Linked DNA regions of Mus musculus: all the other regions are linked to region 1. A link is a contact called in public HiChIP or PLAC-seq and promoter capture Hi-C data. All regions are on one chromosome and are shown on one strand. Each heading gives the region's core, a stretch centred on a gene start, on an enhancer-like site or on the middle of the called end of the contact. The rest is flanking DNA. Distances are from core to core; before and after follow the strand shown. Region 1 holds the start of Ndufa10 (NADH:ubiquinone oxidoreductase subunit A10). Region 2 overlaps Mlph (melanophilin). Region 3 holds the start of Mlph (melanophilin). Region 4 holds the start of Ube2f (ubiquitin-conjugating enzyme E2F (putative)). Region 5 holds the start of Lrrfip1 (leucine rich repeat (in FLII) interacting protein 1). Region 6 holds the start of Rab17 (RAB17, member RAS oncogene family). Region 7 holds the start of Dtymk (deoxythymidylate kinase).

Evidence for each region. Promoter capture Hi-C pulls out the DNA fragments that hold promoters and counts their contacts. HiChIP or PLAC-seq counts read pairs in DNA pulled down with a chosen protein or histone mark.
Region 2: a FOXA1 HiChIP or PLAC-seq map of pancreatic cancer cells shows a contact between it and region 1. The contact joins the enhancer-like site here to the promoter of Ndufa10 in region 1. A contact is called at or near these places in 3 of 39 promoter capture datasets (the HPC-7 cell line and liver), 1 of 115 datasets of contacts at active chromatin or transcription factors (pancreatic cancer cells) and 1 of 9 other capture datasets (liver).
Region 3: a promoter capture Hi-C map of liver shows a contact between it and region 1, with 3 times the contacts expected there. The contact joins the promoter of Mlph here to the promoter of Ndufa10 in region 1. A contact is called at or near these places in 3 of 39 promoter capture datasets (the HPC-7 cell line and liver).
Region 4: a promoter capture Hi-C map of pre-B cells shows a contact between it and region 1, with 4 times the contacts expected there. The contact joins the promoter of Ube2f here to the promoter of Ndufa10 in region 1. A contact is called at or near these places in 5 of 39 promoter capture datasets (hippocampal neurons, liver, neutrophils and 1 more), 1 of 484 Hi-C or Micro-C datasets (CD4 T cells), 2 of 115 datasets of contacts at active chromatin or transcription factors (microglia and thymic regulatory T cells) and 2 of 9 other capture datasets (adipose tissue and liver).
Region 5: a contact with region 1 is called in a promoter capture Hi-C map of pre-B cells, with 6 times the contacts expected there. The contact joins the promoter of Lrrfip1 here to the promoter of Ndufa10 in region 1. A contact is called at or near these places in 1 of 39 promoter capture datasets (pre-B cells) and 1 of 484 Hi-C or Micro-C datasets (B cells).
Region 6: a promoter capture Hi-C map of pre-B cells shows a contact between it and region 1, with 4 times the contacts expected there. The contact joins the promoter of Rab17 here to the promoter of Ndufa10 in region 1. A contact is called at or near these places in 3 of 39 promoter capture datasets (embryonic stem cells, liver and pre-B cells).
Region 7: a promoter capture Hi-C map of pre-B cells shows a contact between it and region 1, with 4 times the contacts expected there. The contact joins the promoter of Dtymk here to the promoter of Ndufa10 in region 1. A contact is called at or near these places in 1 of 39 promoter capture datasets (pre-B cells) and 2 of 115 datasets of contacts at active chromatin or transcription factors (regulatory T cell precursor and thymic regulatory T cells).

The regions. Positions count from the first base shown.
Region 1 is chr1:92,472,364-92,475,063 of GRCm38.p6, reverse strand. It overlaps Ndufa10 (NADH:ubiquinone oxidoreductase subunit A10), which reads left to right and starts at 1,306. Exons shown (of 10, transcript NM_024197.1): 1 at 1,306-1,401. The coding sequence starts at 1,327.
Region 2 is chr1:90,935,924-90,938,623 of GRCm38.p6, reverse strand. It overlaps Mlph (melanophilin), which reads right to left. Exons shown (of 16, transcript NM_053015.3): 9 at 887-970. Among named protein-coding and RNA genes, the nearest start is that of Prlh, 16 kb to the left of the region's middle. Within about 2 kb of position 1,418, at least 7 of the 459 cell types and tissues checked have an H3K27ac peak or open chromatin away from gene starts, as enhancers often do. A contact at or near this core is called in pancreatic cancer cells, where this site is marked.
Region 3 is chr1:90,913,799-90,916,498 of GRCm38.p6, reverse strand. It overlaps Mlph (melanophilin), which reads right to left and starts at 1,399. Exons shown (of 16, transcript NM_053015.3): 1 at 1,246-1,399.
Region 4 is chr1:91,249,041-91,251,740 of GRCm38.p6, reverse strand. It overlaps Ube2f (ubiquitin-conjugating enzyme E2F (putative)), which reads right to left and starts at 1,437. Exons shown (of 10, transcript NM_026454.4): 1 at 1,304-1,437.
Region 5 is chr1:91,052,075-91,054,774 of GRCm38.p6, reverse strand. It overlaps Lrrfip1 (leucine rich repeat (in FLII) interacting protein 1), which reads right to left and starts at 1,331. Exons shown (of 25, transcript NM_001310732.1): 1 at 1,052-1,331. The coding sequence starts at 1,117.
Region 6 is chr1:90,968,279-90,970,978 of GRCm38.p6, reverse strand. Rab17 (RAB17, member RAS oncogene family) reads left to right here and starts at 1,359. Exons shown (of 6, transcript NM_008998.4): 1 at 1,359-1,749.
Region 7 is chr1:93,800,533-93,803,232 of GRCm38.p6, reverse strand. It overlaps Dtymk (deoxythymidylate kinase), which reads left to right and starts at 1,299. Exons shown (of 5, transcript NM_001105667.1): 1 at 1,299-1,535; 2 at 2,323-2,431. The coding sequence starts at 1,406.

The DNA.
Region 1 (2,700 bases), core at 57-2,556:
GATCACACATAATTATTTTGGTTAGTTTGTTTTTTATATCAGTTGATTTTAGGATGACATCCCATTGCTTGTGGTGCACCACTCATTTCATGTGTTGCTGGATTCAATTTGCTGAGATACTGATATATGGAGGTCTTACATTTTTGTACTGTCTTTGACAGTTATGGCAGCATAACATGCGATAGTAAGCATTATCGCTTCTGTTTTCTGGAGGAGACTGTACATATTTAGTATCATATATTTATGTATAAAGTAAAATTCTTCAGTAAAACATACGTGCTTGGGAAATTTCTCTTTTGGGGTTGAGTGATTTTTGAATTACACTGGAGGGGAGTAGGGAAATGAGATAATGATCAGGATTCAAAAGAAATGAGGAGAGGTTTCCCCTTCCCGTATTCAATGTACTGTAAGGATACAGGACTTTCTAGAAATCCAGAAATGCGGGGGAGGTTTTGTGTTAACTACATGGAAAGTGGTCCAAACCCAACCCAGAACTCCTCATTGTCTTGGGGATCCTCTCCCTATCAGCACTTTCCTGGCTTCTGCGCACTGCACTCTTCCACCTCAGAGGCTCTTGGAGCTGAAGAGCTTTCCAGGAGGTGACTATAAAGTCGGCAGCTGTGGAAATGAGGCAGGGTGATCTGCACTGGAGATATATGGTGGTGCCAGGTCTGTGGCCACCTCAGCTCTTAGCACTACAAAAGCTCAGAACTGCTAGGTCGTGAATTGGTTGCCCCCACAGGGCTCAAGCTGATGACAGGTCCTTCTCTCAGAAACCTAGGCAGGGAGAATGTGACGCCCCTAGAACTCAGATGGGGAATGGACTCTCTCCTCAGCGACCAGAAGGGCGGGGAGCGGATCCTCCCTACAGAACTCAAACAGAAAGTGGGTCTACGTTTGGGCGTGGAGCAGGGAGACAGCACAGATTCTGGGGAGCGAGAGGATTCACCCCACAGAACACCTGGGAGTGGGGGGTCACACTTTTGTCACACAACTCAAGCATCTGCGAGAACCCGAGCTCAAAGCTGGGAGCCTCAAGGCCCAGGCAGGACTTCTAGCCCTTTGCCACTTTCATACTATAACTTGTCTAGGATCTAGGCGCGCTCCTCGCCCAAACAATCTAAGCTCAAGCAACTAGAGCGTCGACAAGCCTAAGCTCCGCCCCTTCCCTCTGGCCCCGCCCCGTCCCAGTTCCGGAATATTTTCTTTTTTCGACAGGCGCCGCGAACACTCAGTGGTGACGTCATGGCAGCGCGCCGCGGACGAGCTAGGACCCCGTCGCGTTCATGTCCCTCTGGTCCTTGAGCCGGCGCAGACGGCGAAGTCATGGCCTTGAGGTTGCTGAGACTCGTCCCGGCGTCGGCTCCCGCGCGCGGCCTCGCGGCCGGAGCCCAGCGCGTGGTGAGCGGCGGGTGGCTCTCCTTGCTTGGATCTCGGCCTGTCGGCTCCGAGCCCTGACGCTCCGGCGGCGTCTGTCAGACCCGTGAGCCGCGAGCTCCTGAGGCCTCCGCTCACAGCACCGGTGCAGCGGGACTCACTTTCCCGGCTGCATACGGAGAGCCGAGATGCCGGAGCTCCGGAGCCTGGGCCCGCATGCTCATCGGTTCAGAAACTGCTTTGTGGAACGCCTTGTAGACTCTGGGGTGACGTGATGTGGAGCAGCAACAGAGATTTGGGGTAGATTGGGGAGGATTAGGACCTTTTAGGGTGCATGCAGAATAATGGGTGACAGTAGGTGCTTAGGGGACCGTGGCTGGAAACAGGACACGTCTTATGACGGCATCATAACTTCTTTGCTTTATAGTAGCTAGAACTACATAGGTGGTAAATCGGAAAGGGGTTGACAGTCATGCTAAGGATTTTTATTTTGAACAGGAGTGATCTGTGTGTGAAAGAGGTATAGATGTGAACCAGAGAGAGACGAGGTGTGTGTGAATGTGAGCCTGGATCGGCACTGTCAGCCTAAGCCCCACTATGAATTAGCACTGTCAGCTTAAGCCTATTAGGATCGCAGTGGAGCACAGCAGCAAGAGCACAGAGCATATTCACAATCCACTCTTGACCTTGACCCTCAGAGACCACACTCCTTCCCCTGTATCTTCACATCACCCTCTTCAGTGAAGTCGTTTCATATATTCACATGTCGGAAGTTCAGTCACACCCCGTTCCACCCTAAGCTTTTCATGCATTGAGTTCATTCTTTATGCTGTGAAGTTTTATTGTTTTGCACAATGAGCAATATTATATTTTGGACTTTACAATACACACAGAGTAGTTCACAGCCCTAAAAAAAAAAAAATCTATTGTCCTTAATATTCATTTATTTCCCACCCTGTCAACTCCTGACAGCCACTGTGCTTTTGATGATTTTTGTCATTTTGCCTATGCTAGACTCGTGTAATCAGTCACACATATTACCTGACACAGTGCTTTCTTTTTTTACATAGACTTTGACAGTTACACTTAGAATTTATTTGTGGGGCTGCACAGCTGTTAAGAGTACTTGTTTCTCTTTTAACACACACACACACACACACACACACACACGTACACAATCTAGACAATATTTCTTAAGCCAGATGTTGTGGTGCACACCTTTAATCCCAACATGAGACAGGCAGATCTATGAATTCTCGGACAGCCTGGTATACAGGGAGTTCCAGACCAGCCAGGGCTACATAGCAAGACTCTTGTCTCAAA
Region 2 (2,700 bases), core at 169-2,668, 1.5 Mb after region 1:
GACTCACATAGCAACAAGGACCCTCCTATCCTCAAGTTATTGTGAGTCTGGGGACAAGGTTGAGGTGTCACATTGTATCCTCATGTCACTTTTGCAACGGGGACTAACCCCTCACAGGCCAGCGGCAAGTTGCAGAACTTTGCTGACAGAGGATAGAGAAGGCTGCAGCATGTGGTGACTCAGTGGTACCTCGGTCGGTCCGTGGCCAGTCTTCTTAAGTTCAGATCAAGGGTGGCAGACTGCGTGGGAACCCATCTCTTTGCCTTAGATGAGGTTTTTGAAGGACCCAGAATAGCTATTTGCTTTGGTCAGGGTGGGGGGAGTCCAAGAAAGCCCACATACATATTTCAGGTGGGCTTTGGACATGAGACAGCTGCCATTTCTTGGATGCCTGAAGCCACTCTCCAACATGATGTACTTAGGCCACAGAACCTGTAAGTGGCGTTATGACTTGAAATGAAGTTGGATCATGGAGGGCTGGAAAGGAACTACCGAGAACGATGTGACCACTAGCGACTGGCTGCTGCTCATCTGTCCTGGGCTATGCTTAACTTAGGGATGGGGAAGAGGAGTGACAGTCAGGAATTTCTTCAGTGAGGAAGTGCAGGCTGGGGATGCTGGTCCAGTTTCAGTACCCGTGATGTCTCCACCTGGCTGAGGATTCCTCTCATCTACCCATAAATGACCACATTGTATTACCTTGTTATTGTGCACGGATGGCTTTATGCGGATGGCCTATGCAGGAGACCTCACCTGCCCATCCTTGGAGCACTGTGCACTAACCATCTGCAAGATCTCTGAGACTCTTCTCTTGAAGCCATACTTGGGACTTCAGCCTCCCTTAATGGAAGGCTGTGGCCTCATCTCACTTAGCCCAGGGGATTACCTGGGCTGAGGGTGGCAGAACCGTATTCTCCAGGTGGACTAGCAGGTGCTCCACAGCTGACATTCGCTTGTTCAACTCCAAGATCTGCGGCAGAGGAAGAAGAGCAGTGGTCTGGTTATAGTGGAGGGTCTCACGGTAACCCCCACCAGCACAGTGTCTTCCTCCTCTGAAGTCCAGCTAAGGCCATTACCTATGACAGAGCCCTGAAGGTTAACTGTAAACAACCTCTTTCTGACACCAAGGGTACTGGAAGCAAGAGGGAAGGTCAGTGGGGGTGGGGTGGGGTGGGGGTGGGGTGGGAAAAACATGTAGGAAAGGTGAGACACACCCAGCCAGACTAAGTGGCAGAAAGCACTGACTGTGGCTGTCACCGGGTGGCTCCAGGTCACTTAATGCACAGGAAGATGTGCATTAAGCAGGACACGGTGACCAAAGTCATTAGGTAGCAGAAGCCCTGGGTCACTTGTGACCCAGAGCACAACTTTCTAATCCTTTGAGTCACCAGACTCTTGAGTCACCCAGTCTATTAGCTCCCAGACAGAGGCAGGAAAATCGATTCCTCTTCGCTAGGCCTCCTCGCAGGCAGCCTCTCTGTCTTACATTATCTCATTTACCGCTTGCCCGGCCTTATGAGAGGGAAATGACACTTACAGGGGCGGGAAGCTGCCATTGTTGGTGGGTAATTACCACAGCACTGAGAACTTGGAGTGAAGGAAGACGGGCACACTGGAAATGTCAACATGGGTGTCTTTGAGCCCTCTGCCTATGCTTGCCCTCTGTGGACAGCCGTGACTTGGGGGTCATACGACCTGGCCCATTTGTTGTAGGTGGTGGTAACACTGATCGATATTCTCAGTAGGTTGCTCAGCATGTGGCTTGGTCTATTCACCCGTGAGGTAGAGGTGGGGGCTCAGAGAGAGGAAAAGCCATTGCCTACCCAGTGCCGATACTGTCATTGTGAGCCCCACATGGAGTGAACAAGAAGGGAAGCCACTAAGGAGGCTGGCTAGCTGGGCCGAAGAGGAAGGCAGAGGCTGGGAGGGACCAGCAAAATAATAGACGGGGCTGTTGGCTTAGGGTTCGGCGTGGCTTTCTGATGAGGCCCTGGCTGCAGCTAGGGAGAAGTGAGGCCCACCAGGCCAGTAAGACACACAAGGAACACAGTCAACTCCAGCATCTGTCTGGTGTCTGGAGCCTGGAGCCTCTGGTACTTTGCAGACAAGTTCACAGCACAAAGGGTCTCCTGAGGGGCCACAGTTTCAAGGAGGGCTGGAGTCCCCCATGTTTCCAAGATGGAGGCAAACTCAGGAGGGAGCTAAGGAACCTCATTTCCCCTGTGGAAAATAAAAGACCTGGGCATGGCAGGGCTACTGTGTCCCTAGACTTGAGAGGCTGAGGCAGGAGGATGGCAAGCTTCAGACCAGACTGAGCTAAACAGAGAGAGCTTGTCTCATACATCCAAGGGCTCAGCTTTCAAAAGCTCACCCTACATGTGTGACTCAGAGGCCCTGGGTGGGATTTTCCCCAGACTCTCCCTTCAGAATTTCTCTATCCATTTCATATGTATGTAAACCATCATGGCAGGTTAATTAAGTCCTGTCTAGGCTCCAAACTCTGGATCCATTCTTTTCCAATACAAGTGTCACCATCCCCTGCAGGAGTCAGCAGAGTGTGACCCAAACCTTGTTTGAACATGGAAATCTCTCTGTCTCTGTCTCTGTCTCTCTTAATTGATTCATTAGTTAATTAGTTAAATTTTTTGGAACTCTCTTTTGTCTTAAAAACAGAGCACATGAGGTTCTTCTCTGGCTAAA
Region 3 (2,700 bases), core at 150-2,649, 1.6 Mb after region 1:
ATACTGAAGGAAGGGAACGGTATCATTAGCCTACAGGCTCTGGTGTCCTCTTTACCCTTTCCTTACCTCCCCCCTCTCCCAGTTCCCCCTCCTTGACCTCCCCCTCCCCCAGTGTCCCTCTCCAACCTCCCTCCTCCTCTAGTTCTCAGCAGCTTTTCAGAGTCACTAATGCATCAGGATGACCCACCAGCTTCTCATGCTTGTGCCTGGACCAGGTTCCAAGTCCTGTGAGGCACCTGCCCTGGTACCCACTTTGGAGATGGGGCACTGATGCTGGGTGAGATGGAAGAACTCACCTCCCCACCTTGCCTGGTGATGCTCTAAGAAGTGACACCTTGGAGACCTGGGCCCGGAGGGGTGATGCTCGTGGCCAGGAAAGCTGTTGCTGTGTCTTACTAAGGCCTTGTAATCAGTTGGGAGATGGGTGTGTGTTAAATGACACACATCTGGGCCAGGGAGCCATCAGGCTCAGGGGTTCACCAACTTCAATGCCCAGCTACCCCTGGTCTTTAGCCCATCCCTTTTCCTGAGACTTGTGCCCTGGGTATCTAGGGGAGTCTTGTACCCTGGTTATTACTCAAAGCCCTCAGAAGGAAACAAGAGCAATCCTTGTGGCATAGAAACAGAACAGACAACAGCACCAACTCATTTCCGATGAAAGCAAAGAACTGTGTTTTTAGTTCAGGTCAGTAGGACATAGGTGTGTGCTCTGTGAAATCTTCCTGCATCTGTGAGACTCAGCTCTCTCCCAGGCTTGGACACAGTGGGGTGACACTCGAGGTGTTAACACATTTCCTCTCACATCTTCATAATAAGAAGGAGGGCCTAGAGGACCTATGGTCCAACAACAACAACAACAACAACAACAACAACAACAACAACATGATTCCACTAAGTCCGGAGGAGGGCAGGTGCCTCCTTCATGCACCTATCTGCTTTCTTCTTGCTCCCAGAAGACAGCCAAGAGGAAGCCAAGAGGGCAGCCAAGAGGAAGTTTCTGTACAAATAGCCTCTCACCCTGGGCTCCGGTCCAAGTCTCCCGAAGGCACCAGCTTTTAGCTCAAAGGAAGCTTTTAATTAAAACCAACTGTTTAGCCCCAAATGGGCTCCCCAAGGATTTCGCCCATTGTGTTTAAGGCATCCAGAAGAAGCCCAGAGTTCAGAAGTAAGGTGTCGCTGCACCCTCCCTGAGCCAGATTCCCTCTTCTGGGAGTTCTGCAAGCCCCAGGTCCTTGGTGCACTCACCAGCCTCTCTCCTGGGAATGCCCAGCCTGTAGCTCTGGCTCGGTGGGTCCTGGCCTCTGCTCCTTTCTCTTAGCTCCTGAGAGAGAAACCCCAGGCACCGAGCGAGGCCAGTGTCAGGGTGCACTGAGCTAGACAGAGCTGTGTGCGGGGATCCAGGCAGCTGTGGCGCCGGTCCTGCCCAACTTGCGGCTCAGATCACGTGGGCTACTCCTGACCCGCCCAGCTCCGGGATCGACGTGCACCCCAGGGTGCCTGGACAGGCCAAGAGCAGAGCGGACTCCAGTGGCCCTCCTGGGAGGCGCTGAAGTGGGTATGGAGGACAGAGGCACCTTGTCCCCAAGCCGGTTGAGAGCAGAACACGCGTTGGAGTTGTGCGCTCATTTCCACCACTGGGTTCTGGTCCCCCATAGGAGGGATCTGCTGGCAAACCGCATCCTCTGAGAACACGGCACCTCCGCAAATATCCATTTTAACTCTTTACTTAGCTTCACAGACAGGGAAACTGAGGAAAAGCGCCCTACCCAAAGTCACCAACTTCTTAGTGAGACTGTGAGCCCAGGTTTCCAGCTGGAGTCGCTGTCCCCCAGGCCCTCAGATGGACTCACAAGCGGCCCCCCCCCCCCAGTCCGGCCAAGGCCTTGACTATTGAAAACAGTCCAGTAGGTCTGTGGTCTGAGAAGCTCCACCCAGAGATCTGCCCTGGATGTTGAAAGAACATAACCTCCCCCCATGCCGCAGCATAAGAGCACCCTGACCCCTTCCCTATGGCTATATTAAAAAACCAACCAAACAAAAATTCACTTAGCCAAGTGTGTGCTAGTTCACACCCAAAATCCCAACACTTGGGAGGCTGAAGCAGGAGGATTGCTGAAAGTTTCAGACCAACCTGTTTTAGTATTGAGTTCCAGCCAGGCCAGCCTGAGCTACAGAGAGAGGCCTCTACTCTTTGAGGACAACTTTTACAACTCAGTGCTGGCATCTGCAACATAGAGACAGGGCCGTAAACAATAACTAGCTCCAGGGTGGACAGATGTGATAGTAGCATTTATTCCCTGTCAGCAGGAGAGGAAAGGGAACCTTAGAAGACATGCTTTGGGTCATCTGCAGATGTGTGTGTGTGCGCGCGCGCGCGTGCGCGCGTGTGTGTGTGTGTGTGTGTGTGTGTGTGTGTGTGTGTGTGACTGAATATGTGATTGTGTGTGTGCATATGACTGAGTATGTGACTCTCTCTGTGTGTGCATATGACTATGTGATTCTCTGTGTATGTGTGCATGACTGAGTGTGTGAGTCTCTCTGTGTGTGCATATGACTGTGTATGTGATTGTGTGTGTGTGTGTGTGTGTGCATATGACTGTGTATGTGATTATGTGTGTGTGTGTGTGTGTGTGTGTGCATATGACTGAGTATGTGACTCTCTCTGTGTGTGCATATAACTATGTGATTCTCTGTGTATGT
Region 4 (2,700 bases), core at 188-2,687, 1.2 Mb after region 1:
TTACTCAAACTATCAAAAGGGTAGAAGCTGCCTCAGAATTCTCGTTCCCTCCTCAACACGTCCCACCTCTGGAAAACCCCACTTTGACCCAAACTTCCCTTTGCTCGAAAATCACACTGTGACTAAGGCAGTATTTTGGGAACCGATCAGCTATTCTGAACAGCATGCTCAGTTTCCAACTCCACAAGTTGTATTTGGCCCAGTTAGTTCCTCCTCTGGGTGGGACCAACTTTTAGGGCATCCAAAGAGGACTGCAACTTGTTATTTACCAGTCTCATCAAGTCATGTTTATTCAGCATTCCTATGTGCTGTGCTGAAATCAGGCTGGTGTGACCTATGCAGGGCCAGTTGGCTCACAGTGAGGCTAACTCCTCACTGACAGCTCCAATCTAAGCCATTTAAGAGAACTAGGGGCCACTAGGGCCGTTTAACCTTCCAAGCTGAAAGAAACAGATCGGGACTTAAACCGTACAGCATGAGTGTCCAAGGGTATCTAACCTGCCAGGCTTACTGACTGACCACTTCTGGAGCTCATCTTTGATTTTGGGTACTGAATATCAAGTTAATTTTGTCCAGGTACTCCTGTTAATTCTGTTCCTGAAGCTCCCCACAATCACTATCCTTAATTTCCTATGACTCTGCCTACTGCCCAGCTCCCCACATTCGGCCCAAACAGCTAGGAAGCCTCGGCACCAGGCCCAGCCACCTCACTGTTTTTCAACACCACCCTGCTCATTTCTGGAACCTTCGGTTCAATCTGATAACCAGGTCTTGGGATGCCCTCTTTCCCTTCACCGCCAAGCCCGACTAGGTTCTTAAGGAGAGCAGATTTTTACCCACAGGCCAAGAGCCCCTCCGGGAAGCCTTCCCCAGCAACTCCAACCCACCGGCAGCGCCGAGGAGTGGGTCCAATGCCCACCGGAGACGGAGGAAACTGAGCCGGCCGAGGAGAAGGCCACACCCCGGGTGACACGCCGCGGAACCGGGTCAGGGACCGAACCGGGCCAGGCGGGCCGGCCGCCCCTCCTCCCCGCCGTCGCCGTGGCGGGCCGCGTCCACCTCCCGCTTCCCTTCAGGGGCAGCGGCCTCCCCGCCGCGGCCTCGGCCTCGGCCTCCCGGACGGCCCGAGCTCCGCACCGTGACCTTGCGGGCGGCGGCACGGGGTCCGCCTCGGCCCGGCCCTCTAGAGCCGCCGGGGCTCGCTGCCCGCCCAGCGCTTCCCGTCAGCCGCCGACCTCGCGGTCCGGCCTGGCGCTCGGCGACAGGAGCCTCGGCCTCAGTCCAGCCCGCGCGACCAGCTTACCTGAGCACCGCGAGTCAGGCGAGGCGAGCCGGCACCCAAAACCATGCCCGGCGGAGCAGCGGCACTGAGTCGCGCTGGCCTTCACAGCCGCACCGGCTCCCGGCGGCGAGACCGGAAGTGGCGGGGCGGGGACTGCGCCGTGACCGCAGTGGGCACTTTAAAAAAAAAATTCAAAGCTACAAAAGAACTTTATTGGCAGCTCCACTCGTGGACAGTCACAGGACATACACAGGTCAACTAGTCGGCCCTCGTTCATTGGTGAAGAGCACGGCCTGAGGGTGGGCCATGTGTCAAGACCTTTGCTGATTGGTCACCGAAGCGCAAGCATCCCCGACCGCCTAGCGGCCTTCCGGTTTGTTTCCATTCATTTAGCGGCTTGCTTCCCTAGGAATATCGTACTAGTGCAGTGCCTGCTGGTGGAGCTAAGTTCCTGTGCCCGGCACCATTCCTGAACGCAAAGAATCCGACCGGTTTGCAGCTGCGTTAAGGCCATGGGATAGTTAGAGGTGGCTGCTGGGTGTGAGGACACTCTTCCTGCTCCTTATTTTTTTAATTTCTCATATTCCTATATGCACTTTTAAAAATCTACTTCAGGCCGGGAGTTCCGGCGCATACCTCAGTCCCGGCGCTCAGAGACAAGAGGAAGGCCTGGTCTACATAGTGAATTCCAGGACAGCCAGAGATATGTAGAGAGACCCTACCTCCTGAGGCCTTGGGGTTCCATGTGCAGCATCCTACTTGCAGCTCGTGTGGTATGCATTCTCAGTCCCTGTGGGACTGGAGATAGCCTACTTTGGGAGAGAATTCGGCAAGACTCCTAGAGAGGTAGGGCCTTGGAAAGAGGATATTTTCTGTGGAAAAGAACAAGGAGCGTCAGGTTTCCAGTGATTTTCTTAGCAATTCTGGGGAATGAATCTCAGGAGGTCTCACATGCAAAGCACTACCTTTGAGCTACCCGCCCCCTCCCCCCGCCTCCCCCCCCCCCCCGTCTCCCCCCTCCCCCCACACCCTAGACCCTAAGATTTCTTTTGAAATGAGGCACTTGGGTTCAGGGAGTAAAGCGTTTGTCAGCATGAGGACCTGTTTCCAAACTCGGGAAGATGTGAGGCAGAGGAGTCCTCAGATTAGGACCAAGTACCCTGACTTCCATTGAGGGGAAGAGATCCCCCGCAGAGCTGGGTTGCACATAGGAGTTGGAGGCCAGCCTAGATAACATAGAGTTCCAAACAAGCCAAGGTTACTCAATGAGATCCTGTAAACACAAACAAACAAAAAAGTGGAAGAAAGTTATCCTTTGACCACCCCATGTGGCACATGGCTACACACGCTCAAGCTTCCATCAGATACACACTCCTGCACAGATAGAAAGGGTAAAAGGCAGCCAGGCCTAGTGGTAC
Region 5 (2,700 bases), core at 82-2,581, 1.4 Mb after region 1:
AGCAGCCTTGCCTCGACTACTCTTCCTTAAAGACCAACTAACTACAGGATTAACTCCTACCTGGAGAATGAGTGGCTGAGGCTCAGTTTTTATCAAGGTCTCACAAAAGCCTGCTAAAATGGGAACCTTGGGTCTCCCCCTCTCTCTGGTATCAACTCCATAAAATACATGGTTTCACAGAGTACAATTTACTTTGAAATATTCCCACTAATAAGCAACCACAGCCATGGATAAGGCGCGCGGGGGTGGGGGGGGTGGGTGGGTGATGCAGGCTTGTAAGCCCGATAGTGGAAGGGTTGAGACATGAGAATCCTGAGAGCAAGGCTAGTTTGGGTTATGGATCCTGCCTGAACTCCCAGACCCCAAAACTATAAACTACACAGGCTGTAACAACCAAAAATCCCCCAACTCCCCGGTGCCCAATTTTCAATCACCGTCGTCCTCATCCACTGTCCCTACGTAAGTTCGGGAAGTAAAATATGCGTAAGCACCTTGCCCAGACACAAGTGGCTTCTGGCACCCGCCGAAGTGGATCTGGGGCCCTGGATCCTAGAGGAAGGTGTTCCTGAGGTCAAGAACCTGTAAACCCTCCAAGCCACTCATGGCAAGGTGGTGCGGCTGGATGAGGACCCAGGTGCTGTACTCGGTAAAACACCAAACCAGCAGTTCCCTGTGAAACTCTACACCACCCTCAGATCTCAGACCTCGGTTGGGTCCTGGCCAGAGCCAGCCAGCTGGGCAAAGCCTGCCTAAAGACCATCACTAGGGGTGGAGGGAGAGCCCACTCTCCTTTTCGTCCTTGAGAGGAACATTGGAGCATAAAATGTACTTTTCAGAGCTCCGCCTACGGACACCTTACACTCAGCCAACCACCTGATGGTAGGCAGGAGCTGCCCTATATCAGGATTTTCGAGTGGCCCAAGCCCACTCGCCTCTACTCCAGCAGCACCACGGTAGCTGAAGGGGCCACTGTCCTTGACCTTAGAACCAACTGAGGGACCCAGGCGGCGGTTGCTGGCAGGCACAGGTCTGAATCATGTCTCCCTCTTACCAGTCTTTGCGCCTCTGGACTCAGACAGTCGATTTCCTTGTTTTGCGCGCCCTCTGGGCTGGTCATGTTGCCGAAGTGAAGTGCAGACCAACTTCCCACCCAAGAGTTCGCGCGGAAGACCCGCTCCCTAGTCCACAGGCAGAGGGTTCTCAGTGAGGCCACATTCTGGGATCCAGGAAAGCCGTCCAGGCAGAAGTAGAACTTTCAACGATCCCCTGGGCGCACACGCTCGGACGCCCAACTCCGAGGTTCCCTAGCTGGGGTGCGGCCGGCGGGGCGGGGCGCAGGTGGCTCCCGGCCGGGGGCGGGGGTGGCAAGAGAGGAGCCGGGGGCATACTCCGCCCCAGCCCCGCCCAGCCTCTCCCCACGCCCCACCCACCCTATGCCCGCCTCTCCTTCCTTCCCAGCCCCTTTCCCGCGCTCTTTCCAGGGGGTTGTACCCCTTCCTCTATGGTTCCACCCAGCCTGTGTCCATCTGCTTCCAACTTTCCTTCCTCGCAGCCACATTCTGCCACTTTAGTCGTCGGCTTCGCCCACGATGGCACTCTCAGCCAAAGCACTCCTACCATGAGGTCCACTCGGGCCCGCCTACCCGGGACCCCAGCTCCTCCTCCGTAGCCCCACCCACGCTCCTCCTCTTGCACCGCCTCAGAGCCTCCGGAACCGCCTCCCTCCCCTCCAGACCGCTCCTGGCCAGCAAGCTGCTGTGCCATCAATCACCACCCAGTCCCTGCGGCAGACACCGGAAAGACTGAGGGAAAGACCCTGGGGACCCCACCCTTGGCCACGCCCTGGCCGTCCCCAGCTGAGTCAGCGCGGGAGACCAGCCCAGGCCTAGGGAGGCGCGCCTTCGGTTAGGACACGCGTGGCTTTAGCTGGAACCACACCGCATGAGCCTCTGCCAGAGCGCAGCTGCGCCCGTCACTACTGTCTTCCGAGCCGGCACGGCTTTGGGGACCACAAAGCTACCGCCCATGACCACGCTGGACAGGAGCGAGAATCAAGCGGAGGTGACAGCCGCGATCCGATAGGGAGCGTCGAGGAACTAGTATCCACGCTGGACAGTGACCCGACTCGCAGCACGCGCCTTCCACGTCCACTGGGCAGGAGCACCCCTGATTTAAACTTAAAGCCAAGCGGGCAAGCAACCAGAAGGTTCCAGTGTTGTGCGCTATGGACAGGAGCACATGGCCTGGGTGACCTGTTTTCTCCACCCTAGAAGAGCCTTCTTCGGGCTCAAAAGGAAAATCAGAGGGCCCCCTGCCTTGTTTCTCTGTACTGGAGACTCCAGAAAGATCTAGAGAAGCCAGTCACATCTGAGCCCGGCTGACACGCTTTTTTGGTAACAAGGAACCAGTGTGCGCTGGCTTATGCACATGTGGGGCAGCAGCATTCTGGTACTAAGTCTCTGGGTAGTGCTTCGAAGGACTGGGTAGACCAGAGAGTAGACACAGAAAGACGAGTTCTAGGGGGCAGGATGGCCTGGACCAAAGGGATGAAGGGGACCTAGTTTGAGGAGTACTATGCAGGCCGAAAGAAAATGGGTACCAAGCTTTGGTGAAGTGTTTCAGATGAGGAAAACTTCCTGGGAAGGAGAAGACCTGCTCCCAGCAGTTGGTTTCAGCATCACAGTTTACAAACAAAGCTCT
Region 6 (2,700 bases), core at 110-2,609, 1.5 Mb after region 1:
CAGAAACCAACTAGTTTTGCAACACCCCCCAATTCCCCTGAGACTGCAGAGGTCCCCAGCCTCATGAACTGAGCAAATACTGGGTTGTTTGCCCCTCTAGAGGGAGACAGTTACAGTGGGATTGTATCTCACTGGTGAGGCAGCCAGCCTCACAGACCAAACGGCTTCTAGAGTCTCACTCTTTCAGTGGGATTCAGCGTTTGTTACTGTTTTTATGTAAGTTGACTTAATACATTCGGCACATATAAAGCTCTTTCCATTGCTCCTTGTGCATGTGTTGCAAGGGCAGGTCCAGCCACCCACAAGTCTGTCTTCAGGGTACTGAATCGAGATTAGAGTTTAAATAGAGGGCCAAGGATAAGCACCTCTATTCTGATCAGTCTCAGACAACGTGTGGTCCCGCCCACCACGGATCCGTCATTATAACAACATGAGAACTTCAGTCTCATTGTAAGGTAGTCCGACAAGCTGTTAGAAATGCATGCAATCTCTTCCCAGGCAGTGTACTCCCCAGTACAAGATTGCTAGGAGAATGCCCACTCCTTTGGGCTCGCTGTTTCAACAGTCTGATGTTCAACAGTCGAACTGAGCTACCTGTTACCCTGCAGCTCTGAGACTTGACCTCTCCTTACAGCTCCCGAGCTGTTGTCTGTCTGTCCATGGGGTTAATAACTCTTTATAAACCCCTTTGATAACCCCCCCCCCCCGCAACAACCCATCTCAGTGTCCCCTTGAACTCCGGAGACCTTTGTACCAGTACCATTTCCAGTGTAAACCGAAAAGGCCACGCCCACACATCTCTACCCACTACAAGGAGGATAGAAGCGGTGCTGGGTGCCACACCTTGGATGCCAATCTAGGCACAGGGAATCAGGGTCCTGTTCAGAAACAGAATGAGGTTCTTGGTCTTCAAGGCTGTGGGGGCACCCAGACGTGTGGACAGGGTGTGCGTCCTGGAGGACAGGGTGACAAGAAGAAGGCCAGTGGCCTCTGCAGAGAAACAGGTTCTTCAGGGTGCATTGGAAAGCCTCTTGGGAATCCACGACAGCTGCCCCCTCCCCCACTTAAACGGTGCTGAGTTCCCCATTGGGAACACAAGCTGGTAATCCAGGTGAGTTGTGAGCACAGAGAGAACACGCGATTGCCTGGGACTTGTGGCTGAGCACAGGAGAACTGATTTCCATCTTTCTTCAGCCTAGAGTTTCTCCTTCTGGGGATCCTCCAGCCCTGCCCAGGCAATTACCTGCTCCAAGGCACACCCATCCCAGGCTCTGGCCCCGGCCCTGCCCATCTGGCATGCGGCCTCAAACTGGAGATGTTTACATAAATTAAGAAGTGAGCTCGCTCGCTCCTGTAACAGAAGAGCTGTTCTCTAAGTCTGTGATGCTTTCTGGTACAGGTGAGACCTGGAAAGGGCTGAAATTCAGGGCTGCAGCTCGGTGAGGAGGCAGAGAGCCACCAAGTGTGACTTCTAGCTTACTCTGACCCAGCTGATCACATGATCATGTGGGGACTTTGCACCGGAGTTTACAGGAAGAGTCCTGCCGGCTGGGGCCTTGGTGGGAGCAGGGGGCCTGCTCACTTCATTTGCTCGGCTGCTGGTAGTCAGTGTGCACTGCTCTGCCCACCCCGCCCCTGGCAGGACCCTGACGAGTCATACAGCACCCAGGGGAAGCACAGCCAGGGGAAGAGAGGGGTGCCTGCGGCCCTGTGGGATGGTGGTCTGTAGCACTCTTCTAAAGTGAACAGGTGAGTCCTTTTTAGATTGTGTTGTGCTGCGTGTGTGTGTGTGTGTGTGTGTGTGTGTGTGTGTGTGTGTGTGCTGTGAGCATGTGTGAGTGTGTGTGTATGTGTGTGTGTGTGTATGTGTGTGTGTGCTGTGAGCATGTGTGTGTGTGTGTGTGTCTGCTGTGAGTGTGTGTGCATACAGATGTGTGTCCCTGTGTTCTCAGGACCTGAATCAGAGGCGAATCTGAAACAGTAGACGCCTTGAGTTTGTTCAGCACCTATAGTGTTCTTGTTTGGGTCACATTGAATTTTCCTTGCAGAAAGTTCCAGTTAAGGGTTTTGAACATAAAAGGCGAGTGTGAGTGAGTGGGTGCCTTGTAAGGAAGCCTTTTCAGATGGCTGCAGAGGCTCCAGCAATAGCAGAGAGCTTGGCAGACTCTTCCAAAAACTCTCTTCTGCAGCTTGCTGTCAAATGCCATGTTGTTCTGAAGTTCGGTGTCTGGAATGGACAGCTTGGAGGATCTGGGTGAAGAGGAAGGGGTGCAGCTTCCTGGGGTTTCCTCCTTCCCTGAATGTGTTTTCTTAGGTGGAAGAGAGGCAGGCTTGTGACTGCTGAAGAAGGACCCAGTCAGGATGGGAAGAGACTCCCAATTGCAACCACTGCCTTCAGAAAGATCCAAATTCTAGAAGAGGGGGCAGGTACCACATCTCCAACTTTCCCTCCAAGTCGAGGCTTCTGCCTGGCTGCTATTGGAAACTTGCAACACACAGTCACTCAGAAAGCAACACGAGCACATCTGCCGTGGTCTTATCTATTACAGAGAAAAATAATTAATAGCAGGAAAAAAATTCAGTGATAGGGGAATGAACTATCAAAGCGAGATAATTGTAGAAATCTGACGCAGGCACGTGGACACTGTGTTTGATGCTATGACCATTAGGGCAGAGTGTGAGATTACATCAAAGCTGAGG
Region 7 (2,700 bases), core at 50-2,549, 1.3 Mb before region 1:
CTCTGTAGTATTGCTTTGCTAACATGCCATGTAGTTGCATTTTACAGTACACAGTCTTTTCAGACTGGCTGCATTTATCATTATACAGTTCAGGTTCCTCCATGTCCTAGTAAGTAACTGATAATTCACTTTTTACTTCAAAATTATTTCACTGTGTAATTACCAGTTTATCAGTTTGCGTGTTGGAGGACATCTTAGCTGCTTCCATATTTAGGCAAATGTGGCTAGAGCTGATACAATCATTTGTGTGCAGACATAGTTTCCAACCCATTTGGGTAAATATTGACTTCATGTTAAAAGTAGAGTGCTTTCTTGAGAAACAGCCAAGCTATCTTCCACACCGTTTTTGCCTTCTCCTCTGCACTGACAGTCTCCTTCGCTCCACGTCCTCACCAGCATGATGAAGGGTTAGAATTGTAGATTTGGGCTATTCTCGAAGAGGTGAAATTATCTTAATTCATGATTCCTAACAATATGTTTGTGTTGCACATTTTTACATATGTGTCTGGCATCTGTGTCACTTCTTTGGGTGTTAGTTCAAATGTTTGCATAAACCTTGATCTACCTCCCAAATGTTGGGTTTATAGGCTATGTCACTCACTATATCCAATTTATTCTGTGCTGGGTATGGAATCTTTGTTCATTAGGCAAAACATAACCCAGCCCAGCCTTTGACTGCGGATCCTTTTTTCTCTTCCTCTAGAGTACTGTTGTTTGGGTTTTTGAGCCTGGGTCTCACAATGTATCCCTGGCTGGCCTGAAACTATGTAAGTGGCCTCAGACTCACAGAGATTTGCCCGCCTCCTGCTCATGTATTTTCCCTGACTTTATTTTGTCTGTAAAAACACTGCTAGGGGGAAAGGAATTTAAAAGGGGGGGGGGTGGTTTCAATTCTGCCCACGCTGCAAATAAACCCATTTCCTTCCACCAACTTACACTAAAACGACAAGGAAAATTCCTGAGCGGTTCGAAAATGCTGCAGAAAGTACATCTTGGGGGTCGATGTTCCTATCCTTAACTCCTTTCAGAGCCTGATCATCACATGGCTCCTGTACGCGCGCAGGTGTGTGTGTGATAAGAAACTTTTAGAACCCTTCAGTAGCGCGCTTAGGGGCATAAAAATTTGATTCCGTTACAGGTCTCGAACTTCCACGTGACCAGAGCCTGCGCAACCACAGTCCTTAAGATTGGTGCTCTTCGGGAGCGGCGAACGGAAGTTCCGCGAGTTGGCGCTCGCTAAACTGCAGACTCCCGGGCCTAGATTACGTCACGTCCGGAAGCTGTTCCCCGCAGGCCACAGAATTCGTTTTCCAACCGGAAGAGGGCAGGGCTTCCGTGCACGCCGGGCTTCTGCTGCATCTAACATTGGCGGGAACCTGGCAAGTTGACCGGTGCTGTGCGGGCGATGGCGTCGCGTCGGGGAGCGCTCATCGTGCTGGAGGGTGTGGACCGTGCTGGCAAGACCACGCAGGGCCTCAAGCTGGTGACCGCGCTGTGCGCCTCGGGCCACAGAGCGGAGCTGCTGCGTTTCCCCGGTGCGCGGGTGGGCCTGGAGAATTCCCTCACTCTCTCTTTGGGTTGTAGTCTTAGTATCTTTAAAAGCTTTTAGAACATCTATTTATTTATTATTGTGCATGCGTGTGCTGGCTAGTCTATGTCAGTTTGACTCAAGCTACCTCAATTGAGAAAACTGGCCCCACCAGATTGGCCAGCAGACAAGCCTGGAAGACATTTTCTTCATTGGTCATTGATTTGGGAGGGCCCGGCTGGTGGAGATGGCTTAGTTAATAAAATACAGGCTGAAATGAGAGCCTGGGTTTAGTTTCCCAGGTTAAAAAAAAAAAAAACCTAGTACGGTTGCTTATCCAACCGCTGGAGAGGTGAGACGGACTCGTTCCTGGGACTTGTGAGCCAGCCAGTTCAGCCAAAACTGAGCTTCAGGTAGAAGCTCCTCTCTGAAAACACAAGGTGGAAAAGTACTGAAAAGGGAACATAAGGTTGACTTTTGGCCTTGCGCCCTGTACACTGGACACCAACCCCTGATCCTACAAATTAAGTAGGTTGGGAATTGGAACAACCACTTTGCAGGATATTTTAATTTTCAAACCAACCAGTCAAAAGTCTTACAAGTACTTTTGAAATCAAGACTTGCACGTACATTACTTCCTTTTCTCGGGGAGACTTCTTTGGCTTCAGAGATGGTCCAAAGCTGTCTGGAGGTTGAAAGTTAGGTGTAGGTGCAAGGAGAGAACTTAAGTGCAAACCCCTGTAGACTTCAGGTGAAGAGTCTGACTTCAGTCGAGTGTATCTTTGTCTTTCTAGAAAGATCAACGGAAATCGGCAAGCTTCTGAATTCCTACTTGGAAAAGAAAACGGAACTAGAGGATCACTCCGTGCACCTGCTCTTCTCTGCAAACCGCTGGGAACAAGTGTAAAGACCTGCGTCGTTGCTCCCCGGTTGTAACATGCACACTTTTGTGTGTGGCAAGGGTGCGAGCACCTGTGTGTGGCATGTGTGCAAACACCCGCACGTCGAGACCAGAGGCCAGCTTGGGAGGTTTCCTCTACCCTACCATTCGACGCCGTATTTGAGATAAAAAAATCGACGTATTTGAGATAAAAAATCGTCGTATTTGAGATAAAAAATCGCCGTATTTGAGATAAAACATCGTCGTATTTGACCATCGTATTTAACCACAT